2 separate regions of the Xenopus laevis genome follow, and region 2 is linked to region 1. Evidence: chromatin contacts called from public Hi-C data. All regions are on one chromosome and are shown on one strand. The core of a region is the stretch at or near the end of the contact, and the rest is flanking DNA. Distances in the headings are between cores, read along the strand shown. Region 1 has its middle 36 kb from the start of col1a2.L. Region 2 holds the start of col1a2.L (collagen type I alpha 2 L homeolog).

Region 1 (7,048 bases), core at 1,668-4,167:
AGTCATTGCCTTAGATGTGTCTGCCACAAGTACATAAATTCCATATGCTTTTCTTGTTCCACAAATGATCTTCTACACAGAGATCATATTTGCATATATTGTTTAAACATATATTTATAATTGATAAATAGGCCGTTTTCTTACACCACGATGCCTGGAGATCAGACAGTGCTGTGTGGTGTATTAGGTGCATTGATTTTTTGGGTAATGTTGTGCAAGAGTGTCCTTTTACCTTTTGTGGGAGTGGCAGGTTTGTATCCTCTGTTTCGGGGCCTGTAGGGGAGCACTTGAAATTGCCAAGGCTGGGTGGAGGAGCAGATAACATTTTTGCGGGGGGCCATGAGCCCCAAAAGTTACACCACTGCCTCTTGTCTAGGTTAGACCAGCCCTAATTTTATACCGGAAGTTGCCTTGTACCCAATGGTCTGTGAATAAGATGATTGAAACAGACATCAGTGTGTGCCATGGCTTTGACTCCCCAAGCTGCAGATTTTGGCTATGTAACTAAATTCCACATCATGATCGGTAAGTGGCTCCTTTACTTAAATAGTTGCAGTGGCAAAATGTTAGCACCAAATTCATATTTTTTAGATTCATCTGAATCCTCTACAAATGATTTGGCCAAATACCAAACCAAAAGTGAAGCCAAACTGAAAAACATTTGTTTATGAACCCAGAAAAGTTGTCCCAGTGTTGCCCAGTATGGCTAAGCAAGGGATCCCCAACCTTTTTCACCCATGAGCAACATTCGGATGTAAAAAGAGTTGGGGAGCAACATAAGCATGAAAAATGTTCCTGGATGGAACCAAATAAGGGTTGTGATTGGCTACTGGTAGCCCCTATGTGGACTGGCAGCCTACAGGAGGTTAAGTTTGGCAGTACATCTGGTTTTTATACAACCAAATCTTGCCTCCAAGCCAGGAATTCAAAAATAAGCTCCTGCTTTGAGACCATTAGGAGCAACATCCAAGGGGTTGGAGAGCAACATGTTGCTCACAAGCTACTGGTTGGGGATCACTGCCGCTAAGGGCACAGATGTAAAGGAGAACTAAACCCATTTACATGACCATGGTCCCCTGCAGAGGCCTCCCTTCTGCCCCACTGACCATTCTTAATACAGTCGTGCTCCCCTGTAAGAGGGAACCCCAGTTATGGGTGCAATGCTTGGGAATTTAATTTCAATTTAAGTTGACCTAAAATCCTACTGATGCCTGATCACAATTCATCACGTTGTATTTAGTTAAATTGCAACAAAAGTGTGGTCGTGGCAACACCAAGCGACAGTCCTAGAGTTAGATACTGAAATGTTTGTCTCAATTGGAACCAAAAGGATTGATTGTAATATGTCATAGAACATCACCATCAGTTTATCCATGCGCCTGTACTATTCATGACATCCATATTCTTATTACAGATATGGGATCCATTATCTGGAAACCCATTATCCAGAAAGCTCCAAATTACAGAAAGGCTATCTCCCACAAACTCCATTTTATCCAAATAATTAAAATTTTTTAAAGATTTTCTTTTTCTCTGTAAAAGTAAACCAGTACCTTGTTGGAAGGAAAACCAGCCTATTGAGTTTATTTAATGTTTAAATGATTTTTTAGACTTAGGAAAAATCCGTTATCTGAAAAACCCCCAGGTATTGAGCATTCTGGATAATAGGTCCCACACTGTTTCATACCTCCCCGTTTTGACAGGTCAGCCCGTTTCCCAGGTTTTTTACTGAAATATCCCGAGTTTCTGTTTGATCTGCTGCACTGACGTCACAGAAAAAGATACAAAGTTTCTGAGATTTATTAAATAAGAGGCTTTTTGTCAGAGAGCCCACAACACTCAGCACCTGCATTTAGATACATTTGTAACTATTTGAGATACGCAAAGATACAATTGTAAATATTTAAGATAAGCATGTCTCTTGGGAGAAATGTGACTCAAACTTAAACTTGACTTAAAGGGCAATTCCACCTTCATTAGCAAAATTGTAAAACATAAAAACATAAAACATGTCCCTAAAACTCCCAGAAATGTGTTCAAACTTTCATAACCTGCCAACTACTGTAAAATGGACATGGTAATTAGGGGTGTGTCCAGGGGCCGGCCCGAACCCGTCCGACCTGCGGGTCCCGCGGGCCTCGGGTCGGCCCGCACATCTCTAGCACACAGGCTGTTCTCAATGACTTGTTAGCCTGTGTATTTTTGCAGGCTGAGAGAAGCAGATTGCTCCATTGATTGAATTCAATGGAACACACACTGTCCGCAGTGTAGGACCGCACACAGGCTGATCGGATTCAAATCAATGGAACAGGGGCACTGAGCAAATTCTGCTTCTCTCAGTCTGCAAAAAATATGACACTGACACTGTGTGCCCATAACCTTAGAAACATTTGTAACAATTTAAGATTAGCAAAGATACACTTGTAACTATTTAAGATAAGCAGGTCTCTTGGGGAAACATGACGTGCAGCTTAAAAGGCAACTCACCTTCATTAGCAAAACTGTAATAACACATAAAACCTGACCCTAAAACCCCCAGAAATGTGTTCAAACTTTCCACAAGCTGCCAAATTTTGTAAAATAGATGTGGTATTTAGAGGTGTGTGGACATAAAATGGGCGTGGTCAAAAAAAATTGCAAAGATTCGCAAATCTTTTTGTCCCTCTTTCTATTTTCTAATGTTGGGAGGTATGTCTCACTACAGTAATCAAAGCGGTGACTATGGATGCCTCCACACAACCCACACCCACAGGACATGGGGGGTTCAAATAGGGGATTGCATGATGTATGGAGGTGGAAGTTCTTACCACCCCTCCCCCCAACAACTACAGTATTTTTGGCTTCTCTATATATAAGCCCCAGGGCAGGACATACATGAACAAAGCAGGCAGAATGCTGAGCATCAGGGTAAAGGGAACCTAAAATCAGACAAAGGCAGTGTCTTCACTGTTGGCTTTAGCTTTCTAAAGTTTGCTCCAAACACAGTGCTGATGTTTCAATTATGCTCCTGTTATAGAACAAACCTAATAAAACCTCTCTTTTTAGTGTTCGCTGATCCTTCCAGAGCCACGACATGCCAGTGTGCTTTAACCCAAACAGTATCTCAGGAACGTCACGACTCCCTGCATCCTTTGCACCTCTATTGTTTGCCTGTATTCCAACAAGAGCTTGGGGGACACTATCTGACTGACCTAGTGAGGAAACCTCTATGGCAGCTAGTTTATTAATCCCTGTTAACGAATAATTATTCTAAAGTAACAAGGGTATGACAAAATTAGTTTTTTATTAAAATTTCCTCTTAGAACCCTTAAAACTATGGAGTTTGGCCAAGACTATATTCTATACGTAGAGACGAGAAATGCCACGTAGAAATTTCTTTTTAAAGACAGACACCCGTTTTCCTTGCCTTCTTTTAGTTCTTTTTTTTGTATGTGGTTTTGGGAGTTAATGCTCTGTTGCCAAGATTTGTTTGTCTTTTCCAGTCTGCAATTGTGCTGGCCAGATAAATCACACCATGAGAGCAAAACTAGTTCACAGGAACCCTCTAGTGTTCTAATTGTGTATATATGTGAGAGAGTAAAGCAGCTGGGGGATACTGAAACAACAAAAGTGCTTTATAGGTGACCCTTTCCTCCCTATACTTAGTAAATGGTCACTGCAAAGTTAAGGCTAGCGTCTCAGACTGGGTTACTTAATACATAGTGTTTCTTTCTCAGACCCTCAGATACCTTGCAAGTGGAACATGCTAATTATACAGATCAGTTATCAGGTCCAGTAAAGCATTTATAATAATAAAATAATAATAATAATGATAAAGCCTTGTACTGAGGGGTAGAGCTGCTCAATGTAACCTCCATGGCCTCTACCCACATATCTTCTGTGCCGGCAACACTGGCGCTCACTTCTACATCTGGAACGCTACTCTTATTGAGGAAAAACATGTGCCACACCCAATGACATCAGGGGGAAAAAACATAGGGAAAAAGGGAAAATAGGCAACAGGCATAAGTCAAAATTAGTACCAGATATTACAATGTTATCTTTTTTTTTTATAATTTTTTTCCATTAAAGGGAACAGAAGAGAGTAAAAAAAAGAAATGGATATTGTTCAAATACACATCTCTTCCAATAAGAAATGAAAGGGCTTGTTCATCTTTAAATTAACTTTTAGTATGAGGAAGGAAGAAGAAGGTAACTAATAAAAAAACCTATAAAAAAGGCCAAATTGGAAAGTTGCTTAGGATTAGCCATTCTATAACATACTAAAAGTTAACTTAAAGCACCACCCCATTAAATCCCTGAGGGGGTACTAAGTGTTATTTGATATCACGGAAAACTGCACCAGCCCAGTGTATCTTTTCATTCTGCTTCTTCTTCCTTCTGCTGGGGGCTGAAGTGTGAGCAGTAGAGTAAATAAGATTGCTTTTTGCTTAAAATTTGCCTTTGTCCCAAACCCCAGGCCGGTGGAGTTTTCTGCTAAAAGGAGCCCTAGCACAGTGTATCAGGTAAGTGATTATAATCACTGGGGGTTCCTAACATTTGCCACCCCCAGTGATTATGAAGATCATATATAAAGACTGGCAAATTTGCACCTAGGCAACCAATTTGTGATTAGCTTTCTTCAGCCATCTGCAGGGTGAACAACGAAAGCAAACTATTCACTGGTTGCTAACTATTCAATAGTGCTAGGTCAAATTATAATGTGCAGAATGGACCAGCACTCCAGTTTTATTTATATATATATATATATATATATATATATATATATATATATATATATATATATATATAGATGCAGTAGTAGGCATAGGGATAGGGTTAGGACTTGGGAGCAGAGGAAAGACCCGACAGTATGGATCACCAATGTAAACTGCCCTCCCCTCCAAGTACAGCAATCATTGTACATGGATCATGCCTTTTTGGATGCAGGATACTCAATGTATGTATGTATGTATGAATGTATAACTTTATTTTTAAAGGGCTGTAAAGGGGCTGCAGCTCTGTAGAATGCAAAAAAGTACAATATATATAAAAGTATACACGGGGAAGACAAATCACACAATAAATATACACAGAATTCATATCAGGACAAAGAGCATAAGTGCTATGTGATAAGAGACACAGTGGGAAGGAGGTCCCTGTACGTTGCTGTAAAATATACATATCCTATACATCATAGCAATGGAATCTTTTATACTTAAGGTGGCCATACATGGAGAGATCCGCTCGTTTGGTGATGTCGCCAAACGAGCGGATCTCCCTCCAATATGCCCACCTTGAGGTGGGCAATATTGGGCTGATCCGATCGTGGGCCCTAGGGCCCAACGATCTTATCCTAATGATGCCTAACGGGCGGTCGGATCGCGGGACCGCATCAACGAATAGATGCGGCCCCGAACCAACGGGATTTTTTGTCCCATCCGATCGAGATCTGGCCAACTTTCGGCCAGATCTCGATTGGTGAAGCCCGTCGGGGGCCCCATACACGGGCCAATAAGCTGCCGACACGGTCTGTCGGCAGCTTTTATCGGCCCGTGTATGGCACCGTTAGTGTTTAGTGCTGTCACTGATGTTACAAAACGTGTGTATTATAATAAGCAATGTACCTGTGGTCCAAGGCCTGTATATGGAGCCCCCCCACCACCAAGGTGTTAGTCCAAGCTGTTGAATTCCAAACAATCCCCGAGAGAAAAAGGCTCTCACTGTGGGTTATAGTTCAGTAATAGTTTAAGCAATGCAAGCTGGGCATATAGTATTAAATAATATAACTGCTACAAATGCTTCACTCTCAGGAATGGACATACTTATTTTATATAATTATAAGCATATAAACAAGACTGTAATGTTGAACTGTAACTTTTACAGTTGAGAGGTAATTCCCTCCCTATGTGACACAGGTATGGGACCTATTATTATTATTATTATTATTATTAACATGTATTTTTAGAGCTACAGCATATTTCATAGCGCTGTACAATAAATGTGCTTATACAACGAACATACAGAGTTATATATACATAGCAACCGGTAACCGATACAAAGGTGAGGAATATCCTGTGCAAAAGAGCTTACAATCTAAAAGGAGGAGGGATTGAGACTTAAGGTGTGGGAGTGGGCATTTGATAGTTAAGCAGAATGAGGATAGACCTCTCTAAATAAATGTGTTTTAAGAGATCTTTTGAAAGCCGAAAGGTTGGAAGAAAGTCGGACAGACCATGGGAGAGAATTACAGAGACCGGGTGCAGCCCTTGCAAAGTCTTGAATGCTGGCTTGTGAGAAGGTAATGAGAGAAGAGTTGGGTAGCAGGTCAGCAGAGGAACGTAGTAAGCGGTTGGGTGAGTATCTAGAGATGAGTTCAGAGATCTAGGATGGGGCAGATTTATGAAGTGCTTTGAATGTCAGGGTCATTAGTTTGAATTTAATTCTGAAAGGTAGCGGAAGTCAGTGTAGGGATTGGCAGAGTGGCGAGGCAGAGGAGGAGCGGTTGCTGAGGTTTATGAGCCTCGCAGCAGTGTTCATTATGGACTGGAGAGGTGACAGTCTCTGGTGGGGAAGGCCAATTAATAAAGAGTTACAATAGTCTAGATGTGATATGATGAGTGAGCGAATAAGACTTTTAGGTGATAAAAGATTGTATTTTGGATATGTTCCTTAGGTGGAAGTGACATGATTTAATAAGTGACTGGAAATTAGGAGTGAAGGGCAGGGCAGAATCTAGGATAACCCTAAGGCACCGGGCCTGGGGAGATGGGGTGATGGTGGAATTGTTAACTATGATGGATACTTCTGGGATGTTACTAGTGTTAGTTGGGGGAAAGAGAACCAGTTCTATTTTAGACAATAGGCAGGAGGAGAGATAAATCTGAGTATCGTCAGTATAGAGGTGGCATTGGAAACCATATAAGTTGATTAGTTTGTCGAGGAAGAAAGTATAGAGAGAGAAAATAATAAGGGGCCCAGGACAGAGCCTTGAAGAACCCAAACAGAAAGAGGTAGGGGAGAAGATATGTTATAGACTAGGTGCTTAAGTGTTTTAGAGATGAAAGGT
Region 2 (7,048 bases), core at 1,902-4,401, 35 kb before region 1:
TATATATATATATATATATATATATATATATATATATATATATATATATCAGTGTCCTCAATTTCAGGAATAAAATCCATTTCGGCCGATCGGGATTTATCCAGCCCTGAGATTATCCATAGGCAGTAATAATCCACATTTCCCTTATTTTCTCATAGTACAGTCCACTCTGTGCTGAACAGAACTTGGTTCCCAGATTTCCCATCAGGAATATGTGACTTTGCCATGTTGACCCCCTTATGAGGGAAGCCCCACATGGAAAGCCGGCCCACTCAGGAAGTCTGGGTGGGCTCATGCCGCATGGAGTCTGCTAACAGGATAAGTCCTTACAATAACACACTCATTCAGTTACACTAGGTAAATAAACGCAATTGCAGGAAAGCGGGCCAGGCAAAGTGGGTAAAAAAGAATGAAAATATACTGACCTCATTTACAGCTGGAGAGGAGGAAGCCACAAAAATAGGAAGAAGAAGAAAAAAAAAGAAATAAAATGAGTATATGATCCCCAAATTAAAATATAAATGTAATCATTCCGTGATCATGATATTTATATTAAAGGCTAAAATGTTATTTTGCTATGGTTATATTCCTCAGATCTGTACTGTAGTCTGTCCTGGCTTCCACTGTGCACTACAACTCCCAGCATTCTTTAAAGGACACTTGCTGTTAGTCTATATTGGTTCAACAGCAACAAAGACATTGGATATTGTAAGCAGCGTAACCCCTGGGCTGCCCGAAACTCAGCAACATGTTGCTGGATTATGTAGCCAATACACCTTGCTAGAACCAATCAGAAGTTTGCTTTTATTAGCCTAGCATCACTGGGCTGACCACAGCTAATAGGTGATTGGTTTCTATGAGTTACTATGAAAATCACAAAAACATTCCGCACTGCAAAATATTACAATTATAATTATAACATGATTAAAATATACTAAGCCCACAGTCTACAGCCTGACGCGTTACTGCCTTAATGCAAACTGTACTTGCACTTATCAGTGATTATTGCTGTTCTATTTGCACTACATAAATTCATTGATATATTTAATAATGCAGTGGGCTTTAAATAAGAATCTGCCAGCAACCAGAAGGAATGAATACCCTTTTATGGGACCTGTACTTAAATGGAGTAGTGAAATTACACTACTTTAATTTCCACTACAATAATTAATCACAAAAAATCAAAAAGTGGCATCATTTGTACAAATGTTTCTAATGGCAAACGGAAACTTATTATTAAAGAGGTTGTTCACCTTCCAAACACTTTTTTTTTAGTTCAGTTGTTTTCAGATTGTTCCCCAGAAATAAAGACTTTTTTCAATTACTTCCCATTATTTATTTTTTACTGTTTTTCCAAAATGTAAGTTTAAAGTTGAATGTTCCTGTCTCTGGTGTTTGAATCTGGCAGCTCAGTAATTCAGGTGCAGACTCTGAACTGTTACAATTTGGCAACATGTAGTTGATACATTTCTCAGCAGCATCTCTGGAGTATTTGCCACTATTGTATCAATTCTGTAATGAAACCCAGAGATTCTGCTCAGCAGGGACAAAGACAAGAAATGTATCCACTAAATGTATCAGTTAAGAACAGTTTACAGGGTCGGCGACTCCCTTTGCCAGAGCTGCTTTAGAAGGGGAAAAATGACACTTTACAATTCAAAATTAGAAAAACGGTGACACATAGAAAATAGAAAGTAATTAGAAAAAGTCGTTATTTCTGGTGATCTATTTGAAAACAACTAGTTATTTGTAGGTGAACAACCCCCTTTAAGGAAAACTCAATGTTATTATGAGATTTGGCCACCAGTGGGCGCAGCCAATCTCCATGGTCATTGCAACGCTAGCCCACCTGGCAGTTTAGCAGGGGGTAAAGATATGTCTGGCAAAATGCCCATTAAGAGCTACAGCATTGGGTTGTCCCTGTACATTGTCATTTAAAGACACTCTAAGTATAATGTAAATTTCTGTATATTACATAGTGGGTGAGACTGGACACAGACCTCTATAAAAGAGGACATAAGCCTCTATAAAAGAACAAGGCAGAAAATTGGGGGGGGAGTAGCAGAGGTCCCATCTAATGGCACAGATATGATAACTTAACACTGACAGTTAAGTTATGTTAAGTTGAAAAACATTTCAAAAACATATTATATATTATAAATATAGTGATTTAAGTTAAGTTAAGTTGAAAAACATTTGGAATCCATGGGGGTTATATATTATAAATATAGTAATTTAATAGAAAAATCATTCTGGGCTGTTAGCTTTTCTACCCAGCAGCCTCTCTAAACATCTCTACTACTTTTTTTCTCTCTCTCTCTGCCAATCATTTCTGTTTTTCCTTGTATCTTGTTTGTATTTTGCAGGGATATGTAAAAAAAAAACACACGAATCAAGGCCATCCATGTACGTGTGTTATTATAGAAAAAGAAGTCTCAGTGGAGTCATTTGATCAAACATCCGATATTAAAAAAAGAAAAGCCACTCTGATGTGTCCATATATGGAACAAGAAGCATCAGCGCAAGGTCCCAGTGCAGTGTCGTGTAAGAGACACAAGAGGGCGCCCGCTCTATGGCTTGAGGCAGAGACAATGCAAGTGCAACGCCCTGACTTCCAAGAGGAGCCAAGTACCAAAAACTTTTGTTCTGTGCATCCCTGGGGTTTGACATCAATAACGTCCCAGCTGCATCTCCCACTGCCCTGAGCTGACACCCTACTGCCCAAACTAGGGCCATACACCCACCTACTCCCCTACCCACTAATGGGTTTTATTAGCTAATGTTGGACTATAACTCCCAGAAAACACTGGTGGGAGGTGCAGCTGGACACCCAGACAGCACTTTAGCGAGTAATTATTTGGGATACATTATTGTATAGGCAACATACATTAATACATACATATACATACATACATAAATATACATACATTAATACATACATATACATACATACATACATACATACAGCGGGCACTTACATTGGCATGTTGCTAGGTATAGGGTGACTGCGAGTAGCAGCACAGTCCGCATATCCACAAAGCTGAGCATGGCTAGCGGCTAGTCATGCAGACTCCTTGTGGTTCTTAAGGCTTGCGCTGTGCTTTCATACACTTCTTAACGGGTAATTCCAAACTTCAGCAAACCCGCCGCCCGCGACTCTAATCGCATGAAACAGTCTGCACCCATTTATTCGGCAGGAGGTTCCCTCTGCAGCGAGTCATCGGGAGCCTCCCAGCCAATGGCAGAGCGCATTCGCCCGCAGCTCCGCCCACCCGCACCCTTGGCGGGAGGTCTTGTTCTCCCCATCTCCTCAGCTTGATGCTGGCAGGACAAGGGAAGTGATGACGAAGCGCTGTTGTTAAATTAGTTCCATTCTTCTGAAGACGTGGACACCAGTCAAAAAAATAACTGTCTCTTTCCCCCCTTCCCAAAGTGGTTCTCCCCAAGCTACATTGCTGTGCTTGGGGTGGTGCTGGTGGGCTCATTGCTGGAGTTATCTGGGTCCTACCTGCTGCAGGTTACCTGTCTTGTTGAGTTACACCTGACAGCTATTGTATCACCCTGGCCTGTAAAAATGCTGCTTGATGCCAATGTTATTTATAAGGAGGACGAATATAAGGAGGCATAGAAGACATGTTTTTCTAGAAAAGGTGGCAACCCCACTGTCTACCTCTCCTTACACCAACTAAGGCAGCCCCACACATGCACAGGTACATATAAACACATTGCCCCACACATACATACCAACACACAGCCCACACACCCCACACATGTATATATATATACACAGCCCCAAAAGTTTACATTCAAACACACAGCCCTACACACCCCACACATGTACATACCAACACACAGCCACACACACATGTACACACTCGAACGCACAGGCCCACAAATGTACATACAAACACACAGCCACACACACATGTACACACTCGAATGCACAGCCCCACAAATGTACATACAAACACACAGCCACACACACATGTACACATAACACACAGTCCCACAAATGAACATACGAACACACAGCCACACACACATGTACACACTCGAACGCACAGCCCCTCAAATGTACATACTAACACACAGCCACACACGCATGTACACATAACACATAGTCCCACAAATGAACATACGAACACACAGCCACACACACATGCACACACACGAACACACAGCCCCACAAACATACATACAAACACACAGCCCCACAAATGAACATATGAACACACAGCCACACACACTCACATATGAACACACAGCCACACACATGTAAATACGAAGACACAGCCCCACAAAGTTACAGCTTTAATTCTTTCCATTCTCCCAAACACATTGCTGCGCTGCCTGTTTCAGTCATACAACCCCCCCCCCCACATCCCACAATACCAGCTGTGCGATGAGATTTTCCAGAGCAGCTTTTGTACAGAGGGGAAGGAGAGGAGTATAATGGATTCACGGGATTGGGCTCTGTCTCTGGAGAAAAGTGAGAGAAGTTGGGGAGCAGTGAGGAGCCCCAGAACTCTTGAACATTTCCCATGTCCATGAGAACACAGTGATCATGACAGGACAATGGGAAGCTATTGTGTTACAGTAATGGGTGTGTGAGAGAAGACCTCCAGCCTCCCCTCTTTCCTTTAAGTGAGATGCAGAGGGGGGAGGCATGGCTGTGCAGCTGGGGAATGAGGCAGCCCCCTCCAGCTATATTCATATTTCTCCCCACTGTCAGACACACATTCCGGCCCAGACACAGACCTGCTCCAACATGTCTCCCCCATTGCAGCAAAACCCCGAGCACAGAGGACGTGGCTGCTCCTTACTCACTGAGTACTGTCCATGTTGAATTACCATTGTTCCACCCCTGCTTCGTGGATTCCTTATTTTAGAGTCGCTTGAATTTATCTACTACCCCGAAAAATAAAAATTTCAGAAGTTCTTTAGGGAGGTCTTTAGGGCATCCATTTAAGGGCAAATACCCTGCACATAGTGAGCAGCACTAACCAGTTCATTTCAATGGGGAAAAGTTTAAAAAACATTGACTGGACTGGTCTGAGGCATAACATTTTGGGTTCAGTAAACTCATATATATTTGCTTTTAAACAGATGACCAGTAAATGCTACCTGCTGATTGGTTTCTATAGGTGGGCACAGGCTGCAATGTCCCTGTGCCCAGAGCATCAGAGGGTGTTCTTGTAAAAAAAAAAAAAAGCTTTAATTCAAACACCAAGGACAATACGTACTGTACAACAATTTACATATTTCATCAGCACAGGAATACACATCAGCACAGGAAAGCCCCATTGGTGGCCCACCAGTTTTTGCTGAATTGCAGCCTGAGGGGTGCAGCTTGGACATCCAAATACAATACAATGTTTTAAAGTTATGATAAACCAAATATGTCTTTACCTACAAAAAGTTATGCAAAGTCTTTCAGAATTCAATTCATTGCAATGTTGATTTTTGCGAATGCAAGAAATGGACGAATTTCTGTTACTGTTTTATTGTCGTTTTCGCATAGTGTTTTTGTCAAAAACTGTATTGATATGTGTTTTGCGGCACAAGTTTACAAAGAATATCCTTCTAAAACTGGCCATCCATAGGCAGATTTTATTGCCACCCTGCAAAGCATCTTATCTGCTTACCAATCATTTTAAGAAATGATGGCAAAAAGTAAGTGTTGCTAGCAATATTAATGGGCCGTTACCTGACGAAAACTTATGAAAAGAAAGAAAATAATCTTCTCTTTTCATTTTATCTAAATGTATTGCATAGGGAACTTTTGACAAAAAGGCACCACACTATGGGCCAGATTCAATTCAGGAAGAAAAAGGTTTATCACGAGAAAAACAAACGATACAGAAAGAGAAAAACTGTTAAACAGCTGGATTTCAGCATAGAAAATGGCATTTATTCATACTTTTTGAAGAAACAGGATAGATGCTCAGAGAAGACCACCCCTTGCAATTTCCTCGGTCATTGTTTGATACAAGGTGAAGTTCACTTTTGCATCCTCTTCTTCAGCAATACCAGTGCAATTTATGGAGATGTGCTGCCGGAACGATAGAAGCCTTTGAAGATGTCGGAAGTGACGAAACGCGTCAGGCAGGGCGGAGTGCTGTCATCAAGAGTGAGTCCAGGAAGACATACGCTGTGTGAAACACGAGGTACCTGCCCAAGCGACTCCGTTCCGGAACACAGCAAACTGGACAACCACACTAGCGTCTGGAAAGACTATCAAGCGCCTTATTTCTGGTTTTATGAGTGTAACTTTTAAAAAAAAATTTATGTATATTAAAGCGATTTTACACTATTAGAAGCGCATCTCTTCTAGTTAATCCGGAAGGGAATCTGGACGATATCAATGGCTGACATGCTCCAATCTATATAAAACGTCTGTAAGTACCCAACCATTTTTGGTGGCGGATTACAGAAGGATAAAAAACGAATGTCACTGGATCCTGCTGAATGAAAGAGCTGGCTATTCACGCGAATGTGTAGATAAAAGCAACCTCACACAAAAGGGTGTTGAAAAAACAAACTAACCTACTACACTATATTGGAAATTTATATTTTTCCCTCCATTTCATTTTCTCTTGTCTATCCCTGAGCTTCCTTGAGTATTTGTACAATTTCACTTTGCGTTCAATTAGTAAAATAACAATTTCAAAGCTCTAAACATTGAAATCGCACAAATTAATTACCCCTTAAAATACCTCACAAGTAAGAGTTTTAGGTTTCACATGTTGCAGAGTGACACAGCCCCTTGGCTATCTCTATGCTCCAATAAAACTGCAGCCTTGATGGATGGAGTTAACATTGATCTCTAGCCTTCCAGGCTCTATCTTAAAAGGAATGCAGAGACATGGAGTGGGAGGTGGAGGTGGGGACTGCTGGGTTAAACACTATTCCATATGCATTGGGTGGATGGAGATTTTCTGGTGCTGGCAACAAGGAATATACATTTATAGCTAAGGATTGGGAGGCCAAAAATCACAGGGTCAGATTTAACTCTGAATTCTCTACACACAGTGTTGGTATATAGAAC

Evidence for each region. A called contact is a pair of places that touch in the nucleus more often than the background predicts.
Region 2: a Hi-C map of animal cap shows a contact between it and region 1, with 4 times the contacts expected there. The contact joins the promoter of col1a2.L here to the enhancer-like site in region 1. A contact is called at or near these places in 3 of 4 Hi-C or Micro-C datasets (the XL177 cell line, the XTC cell line and animal cap).

The regions. Positions count from the first base shown.
Region 1 is chr6L:32,739,905-32,746,952 of Xenopus_laevis_v10.1, reverse strand. No RefSeq gene overlaps it. Among protein-coding and RNA genes, the nearest start is that of col1a2.L, 36 kb to the left of the region's middle. Within about 2 kb of position 2,917, at least 1 of the 7 cell types and tissues checked has an H3K27ac peak or open chromatin away from gene starts, as enhancers often do.
Region 2 is chr6L:32,775,266-32,782,313 of Xenopus_laevis_v10.1, reverse strand. It overlaps col1a2.L (collagen type I alpha 2 L homeolog), which reads right to left and starts at 3,151. Exons shown (of 51, transcript NM_001087258.1): 1 at 2,979-3,151; 2 at 426-436. The coding sequence starts at 3,048.